Regions from separate parts of the Hordeum vulgare genome. Here region 1 is linked to region 2. A link is a contact called in public Hi-C data. All regions are on one chromosome and are shown on one strand. Each heading gives the region's core, a stretch centred on a gene start, on an enhancer-like site or on the middle of the called end of the contact. The rest is flanking DNA. Distances are from core to core; before and after follow the strand shown.

Evidence for each region. Hi-C and Micro-C count contacts between places; a contact is called where the count stands out from the background.
Region 1: a contact with region 2 is called in a Hi-C map of seedling, with 6 times the contacts expected there. The contact joins the promoter of LOC123444825 here to the promoter of LOC123444824 in region 2. A contact is called at or near these places in 2 of 6 Hi-C or Micro-C datasets (leaf and seedling).

The regions. Positions count from the first base shown.
Region 1 is chr3H:540,733,288-540,735,987 of MorexV3_pseudomolecules_assembly, forward strand. It overlaps LOC123444825, which reads left to right and starts at 1,269. Exons shown (of 3, transcript XM_045121678.1): 1 at 1,269-2,146; 2 at 2,239-2,401; 3 at 2,536-2,700. The coding sequence starts at 1,421.
Region 2 is chr3H:540,393,618-540,396,317 of MorexV3_pseudomolecules_assembly, forward strand. It overlaps LOC123444824 (protein ABHD11), which reads left to right and starts at 1,441. Exons shown (of 5, transcript XM_045121677.1): 1 at 1,441-1,862; 2 at 2,089-2,327. The coding sequence starts at 1,580. It overlaps LOC123444823, which reads right to left and starts at 1,254. Exons shown (of 3, transcript XM_045121676.1): 1 at 845-1,254; 2 at 639-692; 3 at 131-548. The coding sequence starts at 1,138. The coding sequence ends at 315. It overlaps TRNAL-UAG (a tRNA gene), which reads left to right and starts at 1,393; the gene lies at 1,393-1,472. LOC123444822 (sorting nexin 1) reads left to right here. Exons shown (of 11, transcript XM_045121675.1): 11 at 1-141.

The DNA.
Region 1 (2,700 bases), core at 19-2,518, 340 kb after region 2:
GTGCAGATTTCGTGGGAGATGAATTATGGTCATGATCACTCACATTGTTATCGTCCGCGTCGATGTCAACAGTGTCTTCTGTATGGATATCATCTTCTAGATTCACATTACTTGGTTCTCCCACAAGAACTAACGCCAACTCGTCTGGATTTTTTGAAGTGGTTGGGTTACTCGCCAAAAACTTACGAAGAAATCCTCTTTGTGAATCTACCAATTTTTAATCTGCTTTCCTCTTTTTTCTTTTGGCCGCACCTGATTCAGGCTTCATTACTAATTCTGAAAATAAATAAATCTGAATCAAAAATAGGGCATTAACTACCCAAAGATTTAAAAGGAATCACTAGAAGTAATTGCAGGTCCAGATCCATCAGGCATCAGTAAATTGCAAACTAGAACGAGAACTGATCTACGAATCAAACTAGAACGAGATCCATCAGAAGAACAGACGGCAGCTTATTCCGAGGGTTTACTTATTCCACTAGAACTCTTATCAACTAGACTATCGGAGCTTATTCCAAGATTGCATGCTAGGGCATATTGTAAGAACGATTGAACGAATCAAACTAGAACGAGATCCTCAGGAGAAGTGGAGAACAGACAGACTGACGGACATTACGGAAGAAGCAACCGGCGAGGGCCCTTCCGCGTGCCGGCGTGCGTGCCTGCGTGGCAATGAAGCCGACGTTCAGGGCCTGCCCGCAGCCCGCGTCGTAGTCTCGTACTCCTACAGATGAGAGTCGCGGCGTGCAGGGAGACGAGAGACAGGCCTGACGAGAGACTTTACAATACCTAGTACAGGCCTGACCTAGTATACGTATTATATATGCAGCGGGCCCCCAACAATTTTGGGCCCCGTGCGCCCGCCCCGCGGAACCAACCCCCCCCCCCCCCCCCCCCCCCCAGGGCCGGCCCTGACTCCAAGTTGAATTTTTTTTGGAATCTGATCTTTTTCTTATCGTCGGATCCTTTAACACGATATGACAATCTACCATCAAGGTCACTAGCGGTAGAAAAATGACCTACCATTGCAGCGGCTCGCGGTAGCATGTGTAACCCTATTATTAGGAAAATTACATTTTTTGAAATGTTTTGTTTATTTATTTAAAAATATCGAATGTTATAGTATCAACCGTCATGTCTAACCAGATGCAAGGTATCAAACAGATTCTTACATTAACTTGTATCAACACATACATCACTATCATACAACACTAATATATGGACTCAGCGTGTTTATAGTCAGCATGTATTAAAGGAAAACAATCATGCTAAGTTGGTGGGAATGCTAACCAACACACGCTAAATGTCGCGCCATTCCGCGCCAAGATACAGACACAACTGACGAAGCGCCACACCACCGGAGCATCGCGGAACCAAACTGGCAAACGCGCATGCCAACCCGCCGACCCGCCGTAGCAGCATGGACTCCAGGGCCGGCGCGGCGGCGTGGCGCTCCCGCGCTGTGTGCGGCACGGAGTACAGCTGGTGCCGCGCCGCTCCAGGCGGAACCGGTACCTCGGTCATCGCGCTCCGCCTCTCGCGTGGCGGCGCGGCGGCCGAAGCCGCGGTCCGCGCCCTCCAGAACGCTCACCCCGTTCTCAGGGCGCACCTCCGCGGCACCCCCTCCAGCCCCACGCTCGCCTTCCCGTCCTCCGCGCCGCAGCTTAGCCTCGCGCCCCAGCCATCCGTGCTCGACTTCCACTCCCTCCTCGAGCGCGAGATCAACCGCAACCCGTGGGCGGCCGCCGCGCCTGAGCCCGACGGTGCCCCGGTGCTCTTCGCCGCGCTTTACGAGCTCCCGCCCCCCGCGGGTGGCGCGGCGCTGTTCATCCTGATCCACACGGCCGTGTGTGACCGCGCGGCGTCCGAGGCGCTACTTAGCGAGCTCCTGGCGCTGCTTGGCGGCGCGGGTGTTGGCGACCCGGAGGTGAAGAGGGAGACAGCGGCGGTGGAGGCGGGGTTGGAGAAGAGGATACGCAAGAAGGACGCAAGAAAGCCGTTGTGGGTGCGTGGGGTGGACATGGTGGGCTACTCCATCGACGGGCTCCGCGCGTCCACGCTGCCGTTCGAGGAGACCGGCACGGCCAGGTCGACGAAGATGGTGCGCCTCCGGCTCGACCGTGAGGACACGACGCGGCTGCTCGATGTGAGTTTGCTTCCACTGGACACACGCGCACACACACATTGGTATGGTACTGCATCGTACAGATCACCGGTTGTTTTCACATGATCATGTAGGCGTGCGAGGAGAATGGAGTGAGGCTTTGCTCAGCCATGGCCGCGGCGACGATGCTAGCTGCACGGCAATCGAAGAACAGCGGCCAGCAAGAGACGTACTCTGTTGCAACCCTCATCAACTGCCGCGAGTTTCTTGAGCCACCTTTGAATGATCACAACGTTGGTGAGCCTTTGAAGCCAGTAAAATATAGTATATTTTTTCCAACCGGAAGCTTGAAGAATATATCTATTGTAATGTGTAGTCGGGGATAACATAAATTTTCAAGTGCAGCAGCTTGACACCGTTAATCGTTGCAGGGTTCTTCTACTCTGCTGTCATCAACACCCACAAGATAAATAGAGAGGGAGGGCTATGGGCACTGGCCAAGAGGTGCCATGATGCCTACAGCAACGCCAAGAACAACAAGAAGCACCTCACCGACATCCGCGACCTCAACTTCCTCATGTGTCGGGCCATCGAGA
Region 2 (2,700 bases), core at 191-2,690:
ATATTGACATCTTTTCTTTACCGTGTGAGTGTGTACTCTGTAACTCAAATTTTCGACCAATTAGTCTAACTATTGAAGTCCTTGGGGAAGTATGAATATGAATAAAGAGGAAAAATAGTGGACAATGGAGTTTAGCTTTTATATACTTCCTCTAATGGAATTTGTATCTTTATTTTGTAAGAGAACATGAAAGGAAACCTTGAAAAGTAGAGGGTTTACAAGTCGTATCAACAGAGAACAGCAATCCTGCTTCATCAATTTCCTTAATTACTGTTTAGCAGACTTGTCAAATTTGCACAATCTGAAGAGGCTTGTCAAACTTGCGCAATCTGGATGGACTTCTGAAGCGCCATGAGGAGGCTCCTCATGATCCTGGGCTCCCCAGGCGGCTCCATGTCCTTCATAGCACCGTTCCTGGTTGCTCGGAACACAAACCCGGAGCCGTCGGTCGCTGGAGACACCAAGCAGTCGATGTAGGCCAGCAGCGAGGTCGCGCCGTCGTCGATCCCAATGAACCCTAGCCTGATCCCACCCTCCACCTTGTCCACCTGTTTGCACATGGAAAATTACAGTATCAGCTGAGGAAGAAATCTGAAGTATCAATTGAAACCATATCGTTGGCCCTGGGGTTGCCTTACCTTGATAGGCACTGGTAGTGGCAACATGGCGCCTTGGCATAGACTGTTTCCCCACTGCCAAGCAAACAGGTTCAACGTAAATATCAGTTCTACTTGGTGGGTGTATCGAATTGTGTATACACACCAACCAATTCACCCGAAGGCCTAAGCTGAGAGAGACAAGACCAGACATCATACTCCAAGTCCAAGGAATGCTTACTACTGACCTGAAAGAGCAGCCCCTCGAACCGAGCGACGTCGATGTTGGCGGGCAGCTTGACGGTGCCGAGGCTGACCCCATCATCGTCGGCCGGCACAATGCCGGCCTTCCCCGGCACGGCGCGCGGCGGCTTCACGGGCACCCTCGCCCTGAAACCGGGGAGCTTCTCGGCCTTGTGGAAGCACCTGGAGCTGTAAGCAGAGATGCCATGGCTGCTGGAAGCGTGCTTGGGAAGCGTCCCCGAGGAGCAGGAGGAAGTGATCCTGTGGACCAACAGCTGCCTTGCAGTCGCAGCCGCCATGTGTTTTCTCTTTCTGAGGAGGAGGGAGGGAGGCAGGAAGGACGGAGGTTCAGGCTTGAGAGAGTGCAATGGCAGGGCCGGTTAACGAGTGCACCCGATTAACCTGCGGGGATGAGAAATGAATGGACCAGCTGGTACCGCCTAGACGAGAATTTGGTTGGTCGGCCTCCTCCTGTCTCGTGGTTCAGTACTTCAGTGCACCACCGTATTTAGGCTTTGGTTAACAAGGTTGTCACCTCGGGACGTACAGCGAAGACAGTTTGGCCGAGTGGTCTAAGGCGCCAGATTTAGGCTCTGGTCCGAAAGGGCGTGGGTTCAAATCCCACAGCTGTCAACATTTTTCTTTCTTGTTTATAACTTTTTTTTTCGTTCTACTCTTCGGCTGGGCAGCCCCCCATAGCCGCGTCGCGCCTGGCGAGAAGCCCCGCGGAGCGATCGGCCATGGCGGCTTCCCTCCGAGCGTCGTCCTCCTCCTCCCTCCGCTCGAGCCTCCTCTCCTCCCCCGCCGCATGGTCTCCCTGGCGCCTGCTCCTCTCCTCCCCCGTCCACTCGGACGCCGCCCACCAGACCGAAACCCTCGCCTTCCACGAGATCCAGCTCTCCCCGGAGAAGCCGCCCACCGCCACCGCCTTCGTCCTCCACGGCCTCCTGGGCTCCGGCCGCAACTGGCGCACCTTCTCCCGCACCCTCGCCTCCCAGCTCCGCGACCGCTCCCCCTCCGACGGTAACTGCCGCCGAATACCCCTTTTATTAAATGCGTATGTCTCTCTCAACGTTTAGGTCTGCTACTGATCGTTGTAGTATTCATTGATTGAACCTTGGAGAATCCTCAATGTGCCCGGCATTTGGTGTAGTGTGCTTACATGTAGGGAGTTGTTCAGACTTCAGAGAGCTGAATTCTGTGGGTTGTTTTATATGAGTCCTGAATATTTTGGCGTGTGTGCCTGTAGAGTGGAAGATGGTTCTTGTGGATTTGAGGAACCATGGGAGCTCAGCCAGGATCAAAGGGCTGGGCCCACCCCATGATATGTCGAGTGCGGCCAGGGATCTCGCTGATTTGGTGAAGGCCCGGGGCTGGACATGGCCGGATGTCGTCGTGGGTCACTCCATGGGTGGAAAGGTCGCACTGGATTTTGCGGAGAGTTGCTCCCGTGGCGATTATGGAGAATCTGCTGCTCTTCCCAAACAGGTTCAGTGAGTTATTTCTAACCTTCACGTGGTTGGTTCTAACATATTTGTTCCTCTGTTTGCCAATTGTTTTATTATTTCTTCTGCATAAACTGTGTGATTTTTGCAACTTACAGTAGGTGCAGTGTGTACTTACTTATTTGCATAGGTATGAGGTGTTGATCTGGAAAATACTACTGTTACATATGAAAAAGGCGACACGCAGAAAACGAGAATCATGTAGTTCACTATATGTCACAAAGTAAAGTATGCTTTTGAGCTGTGTAATATGAGATTCTAATATAGCATTTCAGTACAACCTTTGGAGCATTTGTTGTGATTATGTTGTCAGAATGACAATTTATTGCTTCTTGTACTTGATAGTCGATTTCTTG